2 separate regions of the Triticum aestivum genome follow, and region 2 is linked to region 1. Evidence: chromatin contacts called from public Hi-C data. All regions are on one chromosome and are shown on one strand. The core of a region is the stretch at or near the end of the contact, and the rest is flanking DNA. Distances in the headings are between cores, read along the strand shown. Region 1 holds the start of LOC123120495 (ubiquitin-activating enzyme E1 2-like). Region 2 holds the start of LOC123120497 (protein MALE DISCOVERER 2).

Region 1 (7,192 bases), core at 79-2,578:
TGATAATGAGTAACAGACATCTCAGATGAATCCAATAATCCAACCGGCCAGCAGCAAAAAAAATACGCCTTTAACCTTTAAGGTGTCATGTCTCGACTTGGTATCACGGACCAAAACTACCAGTGGGCTTATTGGCAAAATGTCAGTGAATAACTATGTGCAATGTGGTGCAGTGCAGAAGTTCACCCATCATAATGCGTACGCTATCATTGTGTGTAAGGGGCACTGATAGGGTCACACAAAAGACACTCATTTCACCACACAAATAAAAGTTTTGGTTTGATGGTTTAGATAGTACAGTAGTTACAAAACGTAGGTAGACAAAAGTTTTGGTTGGTGGTTTGAACTCAAATCATAATACACAATAATAAGAGCCCATCTAGCTAAGCTAATAGGGCGATCCCCGTCAGTTGTTTGGTCAAACTAGCAGCAACATCAGCTGAGCCAGAGCTAAACCAAGAGCTCAAGATAGCAATTACGAGCAGTAAATTTGTGTACGAGAAACATAATAGGAATTCCTAGGTCGCTAAGCTACATCAGATCCAGCAAGGGGTAGTAATTACTAATTTCCTTTTTTGCAGCTAACCTACATACACATATAAAAGGTAACAAATCAAGGAAAGAGATTGTATATTAAACAAAAAAAGAGTAAAAGACCATCTCCATTACGAGAGCGCCTGGGCTGCACGTACCGATCTCAGCACCGAGACCCTGGAGTCCAGAGACGAGGACGTTGGAACCGAAGAGGCGCTTCATGGTCTCGCGGCCATAGACGGCGAGCTGGCGACTGTGCAGGTCCTCGTCGATCTCGTTCCCCCTCCCTGCCATGGCTGCGTCTCCTTCCTCCCTGGTGGCCTCCCCCTCCCCGGCGCGGGTCTTCTTCTGCAAGTCCTCGACCTCGCCGGCGACGATCTCCCGCTTCCGGGGAAGCATATAGCGCGCGACGCCGCCGAGGAGCCCGAGGACGGCCGCCGACGCAGCGAAGAGCAGGCAGTAGTACGCGGCCGCCGGGAGCTGCCGCGTCAGATCCAGCGCGTGCTAGGGCCGCGACCGCCGCGAAACCTGCACCGGCCGGCACGTCGTGAGGCGGGGAGCGCGGGGAAGCAGGTGCGGAGACGGCGGATCCGGCGGAACTCACCTTGGATTCGCCTGTCGCGTCGGTGAAGGAAGCAGGCGAGGGACGGTCTAGGGTTCTGGGATGGGGACGGACGAAGTGGAGGACCGGATTGCAAAATCTCGGCGGTTGTTGCTGGGGGCGGCTTTGTTGACGGGGGGTGACGGGTGGGTCCCACGTGTCGGCCGGACGGGAGTGCGCGTGTGCTTTTCTTGCTGGCGGGGAAACGTGGGACGGGAGGAGGAGCACCTGCCCTCCTCTCTGGAAAGAACGGGGAGGCTGCGAGGTGGGCCGAAAGGTCAACTTACAAGTGGGCCCGATTATTCCCATGGTAGGGCCCGCCTTGTACTTTAATTTTATTTTTTGTTTTGATCAGACGCCTTGTACTTTAATTTATGTTTGGACAACTACCATGTCGCAAAACGCGTTGAGGTGTGTTGGAATTTCGAGGTGCACGCCAGTTTGGAACACACGAAAGACAAAGGAACCAGGCCTTTGGTAGGTTTCAGGGTGTGCATTCGGTTTTTTCGGTTTGATTCGATTCGATTTATACGGTTTTTGGTTTATATGGTTTTTATACTTCGGTTTATATGGTTTTATACGTAGATACGGTTCGGTTTCGGTAATACCATTTAATTTCGGTTCGGTTTCGGTAATAACCAAAATAACCAAAGTTGACGCAAATTTGTATAAAAAAAATTTATTTTGTCACATTGTTTCGTTCATGACATGTATGTAGGTTAGATTTTCTTGTAAGAAATGTGTACGTAGATTGGGTAATTAGATGACAGCCATGATTTAGCCATATGCATTAGATAGCAGCAAATATGAGAGATTAGGTAGGTGTCGGAGGTCCACATGATTTGGTATTGATTAAATGGCAGTAGATATGATTTATTAAATGAGGGAGGAAGTAGAAAATGGAATGACACAAAAATCTTGCGCATCCACGCGTCCACGAGCTCTCAACCCAGGCCAATCTTTCTTTTTTTTGAGCGATCAACTCCCTTTTTTTAGCGATCGACCGCCTAGGATGACACCGCGCGTGGTGGATCGCTAGACAAAGTGGCTGAATGGGCTGGATACTTTGAGCCCAAATAAGCGCATGTGATGTGCCCTGGTTCCGGTTCGTTCGAGCTGTAGAGATTTAGTACCACCTCGCCTATTGAGCTGCAGCGGGGTGAGCGGATAGCTATAAAAGAAAGGGTGGTAAAGGGCTCAGCTCATATTCTTGCACACATACGCGAACTTCGGTTATTTCGGTTTAACCGAACGGTTTTCGGTTTCTAACCGAAAAAACCAAATGCTAAATGGTTTCAAGAATCAAAAACTGAAACCGTAACCTGAAAAAACCGAAAATTCGGTTCGGTTTGATTTTTTTTGTTCGGTTTTTGGTTTCCAGTTCGATTTTGCACACCCTGAGGTAGGTTGCATCATTTCAAAACATTTTTTTTTTGAAAAGGAGGATGACCCCCGGCCTCTGCATCTGGGCGATGCATACGGCCACTTTATTAATTATTCTCATAAGACCTTACAAAGTCATACAACAGTAAGACTAAAGCCGTCATCTAAGCAACAAACTGTCGCTACACCTATCCAGTTGATGAAGGGGCGCATATAGCCTGGGCCTAATACCAAACAGACATCGCAGCCAAGCCTAACATCTAAGACCTGAGACCCCAACCTAGCCACTTGCCGGGTCTGGGGCACACACTGGTCCGTCGTGCTCTCAGAGGCCGCCGCCGCCAACTGTCACCGCTCCATCTTCAGAACTGTACTGATGCATCAACCTTGCTCGGTCCAGCTATCGTCGACGCCACCACGGCGCCCAACGGCACCTCGTCCCTGCGCGCAAACAGCTGTACACGTCGCGGTCGTCACTGATACACCTCAGCGCCATGCTGCCACGTACCACCAACCGACACAACTTGAAGCCCTTGGAGGATCTGTCGTGCGTAGCACCTGCCGACCAGGCATGACCAAGCGTAGCACCTGTCGGTCAGGCATGACTTGACATCTCCACCGAAGCTCCGTGCAAGACGAAGCCGCTCCACCTCCTGCCTCTGACTTCCAGTGCTGCTCCACAAAACGACGCTCCTAAGAGAGAAATGACACTGAAGTGCCGCCATCGTCCGGTCTGGAACACCAGATCCTAGGGTTTTCCTCGGAGCAATACGAGTGGGTCGACGGTAGTCACATGACGATGCCTTCATCAAGGTAACGACGTGGAACGCCGCCATTGCCCGCCGTCGGCTCGGTTTTCACTGGCAACTACGTCTCCCCGACTCGCAGCTGGTGCCAGATGACGGATCCCGAGATCCGAACACCCAGCCTCAAGCCAACCACCTCTGATGGAAGAGATGACCACCACCGTCGGCTGCACTAGTCAGAACAGATCTGATCGTAGGTGCCGCCGATGAGATCACCAGGCCCTCCACGCCGCCGTCGCCGATCTGAAGGCAGCATGCACGCCGCCGCAGCCAAGCCGGCCGCCGTCAACCGCAGTCGCCGCCGCCGCCCGAAGGGCCATCCGCAGCACCTGCACCCCTGGCCTCCGCCGCGCCAAGCCGTCACCGTCCGAGGACAGGCCGGCCTCCCGCCGCCTGCCGCCATCCGCCGCGCCGCAGATCCCAGATCGGTCGTGCCACCACACGCCTTGGGGTCCTCCCCGCCCAGGGACGCGCGAGAGAGGAGATCCCCCGCCACCGCCGTCGGCCCCCGGGCTTAGCCCGGCAGCGTCTTCCGGCGGTAGCGGAGGGAGGGGAGGAGGGAGTTTGCGACGGCGGCGGCTAGGTTTCTAGCCGCCCGAGTTGCCCCAGGGGGAGGACGACGCGGGCGTTGTTTCCTATCGAGTGCAAGAAAAACACGTTTGATATTGTATAGGGTCACGCACATGAACCTTTTTTTTGCGAACCCCGCACATGAACCTTAAAGCAGTCCAAACTGGCTATATAGGAACGCTAGAATCAACCGTTTCGGTGAGCCAGGTTAAATCAAGCGTAAAAAAGGGGCATAACGTATGCGGCAATGCAGGGAGGAATGGTTCTCCCGTGATGAAAGAAACGTTCGTGATGTTGATGGATTCGATTTTCCCCTCTCGGAGGGAAGTGTCCGCGGCGGCAGGGGCGGCTCCACCATGAGGTCATGTAGGGGCGGCCAACCCGGGTAAATTTTCGAAACCTAGGGTACCCTCCCCCCCTACTGGTTTTGGCCGGCGAACACCATGGGAAGCGAGCAGGTTCGCTCGAAGGTCTCGGGTCGAAGGTTTCGATGAGGGAAGAGGAAAACGATTCGCCAGGTAACTGCTCGCTAGCTATATATGGGCCAATCAAGTAAGCCCAATAGAAATTAGATGAGCCCATTAGTTATGGTACGCAGCCTGATTTTCAGGTACACAATTACTCGCTCCGTTCCAAAATAAGTGACTCAACTTTATACCAACTTTAGTACATAGTTAGTACAAAGTCGAGTCACTTTTTTTGGGATGGAGAGAGTAATTTTCTATCGATCGTGGAACTGATCGTGCTGAACTCACGCCTCAAGCGATCATGCCCTGCCGACGCGGCGCCGCCTCCGTTGTTGTCTCGCGGTCGTCGGCGCTGCCCAGGTCTGTCCAGCCGACGGTGCTAGAGGGACAAGGAGAAGCGAATCCGCCTGTTCATGATGTCGTCCAGACGGGGAGCAGAGTCGCCGCCGCCTTCGTCACCGTCGCCACAGTCCCTGCTCAAAACAAGAAAAGAGCAGCCAATAGAGGCAACAAGGAACAGGTTCTTTCGCTCTCCCCTAGTCTTCTATTTATGCTCTATGATATTTAATTTGTTGTCGTGTTGGCCTAATTCTTGGAAGTTGAACACTGAAAATTAAATAAAAATATGATGTTACGGGGACCTAAGGAGATGAAGCAGATTGAATATTTTTTCAAGCCTATCCCGGTAAATCAGTCTAGACCCCAAGTTTGTGGATCTGAAGTAAATGTAATCATTTCAGAAGATAATGTTCCTGAAGTATTAAGTTAAGAGACTGATACAAATAATTTGCAAGATGATGTTCCTCAAAATTTAATCCAACTGACATTGAACCTGATCCGGGCCTTCGGAAACAAATTGAAGAGTATGCTACCCCACAAATTAGAGATGAAGTGAGAAGGGCGTATATCTCAAAAGGTGCATCAGCCTAAAGATCACGATTTTGAACGCAATGAAGATGGCAGTCATTTAGATAAATGTGGTATAAAGAGTTCAATTGGCTAGAGTATAGTGTAGCCAAAAAAATTGCTTATTGTTTTTCACTGTTTTCTCAAGAAACCAACAATCAGTTCAAAGTTTGGGGCTGAAGTCTTCACCAAGACTGGGTATACAAACTAGAAGAAAGCAGTCGAAACTTCAGGCTCCATGTAGGTTCGACAAAGATTGCTCACAACAATTCAAGAAGGCATTGTGAGTATTTTTAAAAATCAGAAGCAAAGTGTGGCATATGCAATCACTACTCAAACTGAGAAGGCACATATTGAATACCAGAACCGATTGTTGGCTGTTGTTGGTGTTGTAAGGTTTCTGCTTATGCAAGGTCTTGCTTTTCATGGTCATGATGAGTCTAAGAATTCAAGAAACAAGGGTAACTTTCTTGAGATGATAGAGTGGTATGCTTAGAGATGTAAGGATGCAGCTGATGTTCTCTTTGATAATGCTCCTGGAAATCATCAGATGACTTGTCATGAAATTCAGAAGCGATTGCTGCAAGCTTGTGCTGAAAAAACTATTGAAGTCATGATGAATGAGCTTGGGTATGGTCAATTCTCACTTCTTGTTGATGAGTCCTGTGATGCATCGATCAAGGAGCAAATGGTTGTGATTTTGAGGTTTTTGAATAAGCAAGGAGAGACTTTAGAAAGGCTGCTTTGTGTTGAGCATGTTGTTGATACCACATCTGCTTCTCTCAAACGATATCTGGATAAAGTGTTTGCTAGCCATAACTTGAGCATGTCTAGGATGAGAGGGCAAGGATATGATGGAGCCTCAAATATGTGTGGGCAACTGAAGGAAATATGCCCTAGAGGCAATAATAAAGTTATTATTTATTTCCTCATATCATGATAATGTTTATTATTCATGCTAGAATTGTATTAACCGGAAACATAATACATGTGTGAATACATAGACAAACATAGTGTCACTAGTATGCCTCTACTTGACTAGCTCGTTAATCGAAGATGGTTGAGTTTCCTAGCCATGGACATGAGTTGTCATTTGATTAACAGGATCACATCATTCGGAGAATGATGTGATTGACTTGACGCATTCCGTTAGCTTAGCACTTGATCGTTTAGTATGTTGCTATTGCTTTCTTCATGACTTATACATGTTCCTATGACTATGAGATTATGCAACTCCCGTTTACCGGAGGAACACTTTGTGTGCTACCAAACGTCACAATGTAACTGGGTGATTATAAAGGTGCTATACAGGTGTCTCCGAAGGTACTAATTGAGTTGGCGTATTTCGAGATTAGGATTTGTCACTCCGATTGTCGGAGAGGTATCTCTGGGCCCTCTCGGTAATGCACATCACTATAAGCCTTGCAAGCAATGTGACTAATGAGTTAGTTGCGGGATGATGCATTACATAACGAGTAAATAGACTTGCCGGTAACGAGATTGAACTAGGTATTGAGATACCGACGATCGAATCTCGGGCAAGTAACATACCGATGACAAAGGGAACAACGTATGTTGTTATGCGGTTTGACCGATAAAGATCTTCGTGGAATATGTGGGAGCCAATATGAGCATCCAGGTTCCGGTATTGGTTATTGACCGGAGACGTGTCTCGGTCATGTCTACATAGTTCTCGAACCCGTAGGGTCCGCAAGCTTAAAGTTTGGTGACGATCGGTATTATGAGTTTTTGTGTTTTGATGTACCGAAGGTAGTTCGGAGTCCCGGATTTGATCACGGACATGACGAGGAGTCTCGAAATGGTCGAGACGTAAAGATCGATGTATTGGATGACTATGTTCGGACACCGGAAGTGTTTCGGGAGGTTTCGGACATCTACCGGAGTACCGGGGGGTTACCGGAACC
Region 2 (6,804 bases), core at 1,896-4,395, 240 kb before region 1:
CATGATGATGCGCAGCCGGGTAGGCCAGTCCAGGTGCTCTGCTTCCCTGACTGCATCGAAAAATATGGATCGGATGAGCGTCACTGTTTCTGAGAGAGAAGTGGCAAAAGCGACAACATCATATCTGCATATGGAAGGTGTTCAGATACTGATGATGTTCACACTCACCGTGCAAATGCTCGAAGAGCGAACCACATGGAGCGTACTCAAACACCATCATCCTGGTGAACGGATCGTCGCATGTGCAGTAACCAAGTAGGTTCATGAAGTTCTTATGGTTCACTTTGGATAACTCAGAGATCTGGAAGAGGAAGAGTTGATCAGACACAGACAGCAGAACATTGTTGCGGTTTCGCCTTCTACTTATGCAGTACCACAGAAGTTGAAAGAAATTGAGCACCGTTGCAGTTTCGCCAATCAGTTACCTTGTTCCTAAATTGCTCCTCAGACCGATCCGACCATTCTTTGGCAGACTTAACTGGACTGGAGGCAACAGCTATTTCAACCCCACTCGACAGGGTTCCCTTGTACAATGCACTGTCAGATACAGTACCGATCACATTGCTGAAATTCTCACACGCCGCCTCAAGTTCGGCCCTTCCTAAAGAAGGAACACCTGCCCACAAGGTAAAGCACACTCAACATCTCCAAGTACAATCTGTGGCACACATTTCAGATGATGTAACATGGCATTTTAGCTTCAGGTAATAGGAGACTGACCTGTCACGAAGGCTTTCCTTAGCTGTCCACTCAGCCCGGTAGCCCATGGATTGACGGTGTTATCCTTCTTTCTACGGGAGACAAGTAGATACACAACAGAGGCTATAATCACAAGGCCAAGCGCTCCACTGACGCACAATGCGTAGATAACCCAGTGAAGCACAGAAGAAGAGTCGTTGGTTTCAGCTTGCGAATGCGATGGCGGCGAAGACATGGGATGCTGATCAGTAGCCTTAGAGGAAGGTGCTGATTCTTGCAGCCCCCTTGCCTGTAGGAGTTGCCTCAGGGTGGTACTCCGTATGGTTCTGCATAAAACATCAATATAAATTGAAGAGTATGATTGGCAAACTTGTATAGTCCACAGTTAGCATATCAGTATTCTCCACGCTTCAAGCTTTAACATATTAATGCTTAAGTTTTACTAATGTAAGAGACAGGTTACACATCCCTTGTACATCAGCTGCCATGTATACTTATGTTTGCCATTTGCCTTTAACCTATTTTTAGTGAAAATGAGCATGTATTTTAGTTTTTCGACAGAAGGTACTACATTTGTTTTTACTTACTAATCACATGATCTCCAATGCTAAATCTTTCTTGTTTGTTTTGTAGTAATACATTTCTTAAACGTTATGGAAGTGAACATGATCAAAACATCATGTAATGGTAAATCTAACAGTAAAAGTTTACCGAAAGATTCAAAGAGTGTGAGTTCTATTTATTTTATTTATTTTGTGGGGAAAAGATTGTAAGGTTTAACTAGTCAAAGTCAAGATTGCCGGTTAAACTGAAACAGAGTATTTTGGTTTTCAACTGCTTGTGTCATGTCAGTTTTACTTTAGAAGTTATGCCCATCTTACTCAAAAATTCTTACGAAAGGGAAGCTGGTATATAAAGAAGAAGACTGACTTTGTTAAACATTTTCTGCACAGTTGTTGCCTTCCATCAGTTAGAACCTCTGAAATCATGATACGCTCTTGCAACTCGTTAGGAATTTCAATTGACAGTTTGTTTCCCTTGACTAAGCTGCAAAGATCATCACATGGCTTTAGATTATGTGTCAAGCCCATAATGTAAAAAAAAATAAAGATCATGTATCAAGCACTGCAGAAATTTAATTCTGTAATGCTCCAGATGCAATTTACTCACAGAAATACTGTTCTCCCTAGACCTGAAGGACTGGATCCATGAAGGTAATATTTTTGGATATTGTAAAAAAAAGGGACGCATCAAGAAATGCTTAAAAGTCAAAACCTTGTTCCACACACGTATCCTAAATATTCCAGAGACAAAATCATACTAGCTTCCTCTAGAAAGACATCTAGCTGTCCTGCATATTCTCTACTTAATAGTCATGGCTTCTTCTAGTCCCCCTTTGACTTGTAAATCCATGATGCCACAAATAAACAAAGACAACGGCGTGCAATATCATGTACCCCTTGAAATCAAAATAGGACTTGTTCCATGAGTGACTTAATCATGACTAATGATACATACAAGATAACTACTTGCAAATGATTTGACATCTTCACAAAAGAAAAAAAAGGTAGCAATCATTTCACCATGAATTTGATCCTACAAGGACAAGAACAAGAACAGATCAGGCTGACTTACCGCGTCGCCGCTGCGCTGAAAACCTTCTTTTGTCCCAAATTCCATAACCATCCACTTGGGCGCTCTTCTCTGAAACTCATGGCTCGCCCTGGAGCACCAAGATAGACACAGATGCATGGTCAACCACTGTTCCACTTGAACCAAAACCACCATGACCGCTTCCTACTCACAACCCATGGGAAATCCAACTCACCTTCTTCACCGAGGGCGGCACAAGACTCATGCCTCTCAGACAAGAGGAAGAAGAAGAGCAAGAGCTGCGCCGCTCTGATGCTCCAGACCTCCATTCCGCCCCCAACGGAGTCCAGGCAGCTCTGCAAGATTGGTAGTAAAAGACAGTAAGAGCAGAACGGGAGGCGATAAAAAGGAGGGCAAAGATTCCAACTATTACATATAGCAGCACCTAAAGCTGCTGAAATCTTGGGCACGGTAGAAGCACACGGCGTTCCATGCCGCCTGAAGAAACGAATCGGGTAAAGTGTCTCCGCTACTAGTACAAGGTGAGTGGAGCAGCGGCGCAGAGTGGGATTTTTGGAACGAGCAAGTAAAGAATCCACCACCCCTCACGGATCTGTGTCTCGAGAGCCGGAATTTCAAAAGGGGGGAATGCGCTCAAAGAATGTGGAGAAGGAGAGGAGTAGCAGGAAAAGGCTAGGATGCAAAGAAGGTTAGAGGGGGGAATCGAGAGAAGAGGAGGCAGGGCGCGGGCAGTGTGCTGGGAACGGGATGAGCTGGGAGAGGCCGAGAAGGCAGAGGAGAAAGAAGAGCTCGGAGCACAAGTCAGTCCAGGACGCGGAATATTGGAACTGGAGTGTACTTTTGGGTGGATCGGAGGCAGGCGTGGATGTCTGCCTGCCTGCCTGTCTGTTTCAGGCCAGCCAGGTACCGTGCACACATGGCAGGTGGAAATTTCCCTCCCTTTTCTTTCCCTTATTAACTCTTCTTGTTTTACCTGAAATTGCGCAGTGATTTTGCGGGGTTTTCACCGGAATCAAATCACTGTCCACGGGAAGATGACATAGTTGTACTCATCATCTCGGGTATTTCCAACGTTGATCCCAAATCAGACAGCCTATTGTCTCTGGATCGGTGGAGACCAGTCTGCGAACAGTGATGAACTTTGCGGGAGTACGGATCGTCGCCGTCATATAGTACATTGACATCCCCGACTCACTCAAATACCCATTCTGGTCCACTTTTCTTTCACTCCACCCTTACTTTGCATCCGCATCCTCCTCTTTCGACGCCGCCGCTGTACCTCTCCGGCCGCCATCAAGGTACCGTAGGACGTCCGCAGCCGCCACTTGGACTACACCGCCGTCCACCTAGGATCCTCCCTGTCGACGACATCCATGACGGACACCACACCCGGCAGGTGTTCGCTCAAATGTCATTGAGCTTTTTGTTGAATTTCTTGCTGTTTTCTAGAGTAAGCACGATGGCGGGGTACTAGGTGAAGGAGGATGAGTTGTGTCATGCATGGTTGGTCGTAGCTGCGGACTTTGTAGGCATGAACTCAAGGAGCTCGATCTCTTTGGCGGCACGTGCATGATTTGTTTCATGCACAAAAGTACTCTACGACATACACATCATCCATGAACAGAATGTGAGGTCAATATCGCACCGATGGTACACCATTTGCAACTCCGTCATTAAGTTCTGCGGCGCAGTTGAAAGTGTGGAGACGATGTTGCCATTGGGAGTGTCAACCATGGAGATCATAAGTTTGCTTCTTCTTGCTCTACATGTTGGTCATTCATTCACTCAATGCTTCTCTACACATTGTATAGGTTGCACGCTTTGCCGTGAAGTACTAGAGGATCGTGGGCAGGCCATGCACGCACATACACTGTTAGATGAAGTTTAAGGGTCAACTTGTGTGGGACGACATGTACCGGCTCTGATAATAGTATCGATGAATTTGGAATTGGTAAATTCAAACAACTTGTTGAACATCTAGTTATATCGTTGAATTTGAACTATTGTTGTACTAGAGATATTTGCATGCTATTTATGAATGAATTATGCTATTTTCTATAATTACTTTGAGTGTTATGGGATTGGTTTAGTTAAATGAACGAAATATTGTTTGTTTTATGTAAATTATGCCTGAACTTTGATGAATAACGTCGTGTTTGATGTAATGCTCCTGGTTTGCAAGAAAACAGACGTCTGGATTGGTCCGTGGATGGATGGGGTACCACGCTGGATGCCAAAACACATCATGACAGACTGGTCCGGGCGGATGTGGGTGGTTTGAGGGTCAGTGTTTGATGGTGTCCTGGATTAAGGGGTACTAATCCAGTCGGCCCATGTTCCTCGGATTGGGCCGATGGGCCCTCATTCATTCTCAAGAAGAACATTGGGCCTGATATTGCAAGGTGTGAGATTGAGCACGGTTCAATGCCCGACCTCGGCAGAAAATAGAGAAAAGATGAGTGTCATCCCCTATGCCTTAGCCATAGGGTCTATTATGTATGCCATGCTGTGTACCAGACCTGATGTGAACCTTGTCGTAAGTTTGGTAGGGAGGTAGCAAAGTAATCCCGGCATGGAACACTGGACAACGGTCAAGAATATCCTGAAGTACCTGAAAAGGACTAAGGATATGTTTCTCGTTTATGGAGATGACGAAGAGCTCGTCGTAAAGGGTTACGTAGTGCTAGCTTCGACATAGATCTGGATGACTCCAAGTCACAAACCGGATACGTGTACATTTTGAATGGTGGGGTAGTCAGCTGGTGCAGTTGCAAGCAAAACATCGTGGCGGGATCTACATGTGAAGCGGAGTACATAGCAGCCTCGGAGGCAGCACAGGAAGCAGTCTGGATGAAGGAGTTCATCACCGACCTAGGAGTTATTCCCAATGCGTCGGGCCCGATGACTCTCTTCTATGACAACACTGGAGCTATTGCCCTTGCCAAGGAGCCCAGGTTTCACAAGAAGACCAGGCATATCAAGCGTCGCTTCAACTCCATTCGTGAATATATTCCAGATGGAGACATAGATATTTGTAAAGTGCATACGGATCTGAATGTCGCAGATCCGTTGACTAAACCTCTTCCACGAGGAAACATGATCAACACCAGAACTCTATGGGTGTTCGATTCATCACAATGTAACTAGATTATTGACTCTAGTGCAAGTGGGAGACTGTTGGAAATATGCCCTAGAGGCAATAATAAATTGGTTATTATTATATTTCCTTGTTCATGATGATTGTCTATTGTTCATGCTACAGTTGTATTAACCGGAAACCGTAATACATGTGTGAATACATAGATCGTAATATGTCCCTAGTAAGCCTCTAGTTGACTAGCTCGTTGATCAATAGATGGTCATGGTTTCCTGACCATGGACATTGGATGTTGTTGATAACGGGATCACATCACATCACATCATTAGGAGAACGATGTGATGGACAAGACCCAATCGTAAGCATAGCACAAGATCGTGTAGTTCGTTTTGCTAGAGCTTTTCTAATGTCAAGTATCGTTTCCTTAGACCATGAGATTGTGCAACTCCCAGATACTGTAGGAATGCTTTGGGTGTACCAAACGTCACAACGTAACTGGGTGGCTATAAAGGTACACTACAGGTATCTCCGAAAGTGTCTGTTGGGTTGGCACGAATCGAGACTGGGATTTGTCACTCCGTTTGACGGAGAGGTATCTTTGGGCCCACTCGGCAATGCATCATCATAATGAGCTCGATGTGACTAATGAGTTAGCCACGGGATCATGCGTTGCGGAATGAGTAAAGAGACTTGCTGGTAACGAGATTGAACGAGGTATGGGGATACCGACTATCGAATCTCGGGCAAGTAACATACCGATGGACAAAGGGTATTGTATACGGGATTGATTGAATCCCCGACATCGTGGTTCATCCGATGAGATCATCGTGGAACATCTAGGGGCCAACATGGGTATCCAGATCCCGCTGTTGGTTATTGGCCGGAGAGATGTCTCGGTCATGTCTGCATGGTTCCCGAACCCGTAGGGCCTACACACTTAAGGTTCGGTGACGCTAGAGTTGTTATGGGAAATAGTATGTGGTTACCGAAGGTTGTTCGGAGTCCCGGATGAGATCCCGGACGTCACGAGGAGTTTCGGAATGGTCCGGAGATGAAGATTTATATATGGGGAGTCCTTATTCGGTCGCCGGAAGTGTTCGGGGGGTTACCGGTATTGTACCGGGACCACCGAAGGGGTTCCGGGGGTCCACCGGGAGGGTCCACCTGCCCCGGAGGGCCCTATGAGCTGAATATGGAGGGGAACCAGCCCCTAGGTGGATTGGGCGCCAACTCCCCCCTAGGGCCCATGTGCCTAGGGTTGGGGGAAACCCTAGAGGGGGTGCCCCACCTAGCTTGGGGGGCAAGCCTTCCCCCTTGGCCGCCCCCCTCTAGATGCATCTAGGGGGGCCGGCCCCCTCTCCCTTGCCACTATATATAGTGGGGGGTGGGAGGGC

The links. Hi-C and Micro-C count contacts between places; a contact is called where the count stands out from the background.
Region 2: a Hi-C map of leaf shows a contact between it and region 1, with 10 times the contacts expected there. The contact joins the promoter of LOC123120497 here to the promoter of LOC123120495 in region 1. A contact is called at or near these places in 4 of 5 Hi-C or Micro-C datasets (leaf and an unstated tissue) and 1 of 1 datasets of contacts at active chromatin or transcription factors (leaf).

What each region holds. Positions count from the first base shown.
Region 1 is chr5D:248,591,782-248,598,973 of IWGSC CS RefSeq v2.1, reverse strand. It overlaps LOC123120495 (ubiquitin-activating enzyme E1 2-like), which reads right to left and starts at 1,328. Exons shown (of 7, transcript XM_044540504.1): 1 at 1,139-1,328; 2 at 693-1,062. The coding sequence starts at 933.
Region 2 is chr5D:248,832,112-248,838,915 of IWGSC CS RefSeq v2.1, reverse strand. It overlaps LOC123120497 (protein MALE DISCOVERER 2), which reads right to left and starts at 3,145. Exons shown (of 8, transcript XM_044540507.1): 1 at 2,726-3,145; 2 at 2,528-2,648; 3 at 2,335-2,422; 4 at 1,630-1,746; 5 at 721-1,025; 6 at 426-616; 7 at 169-301; 8 at 1-50. The coding sequence starts at 2,621.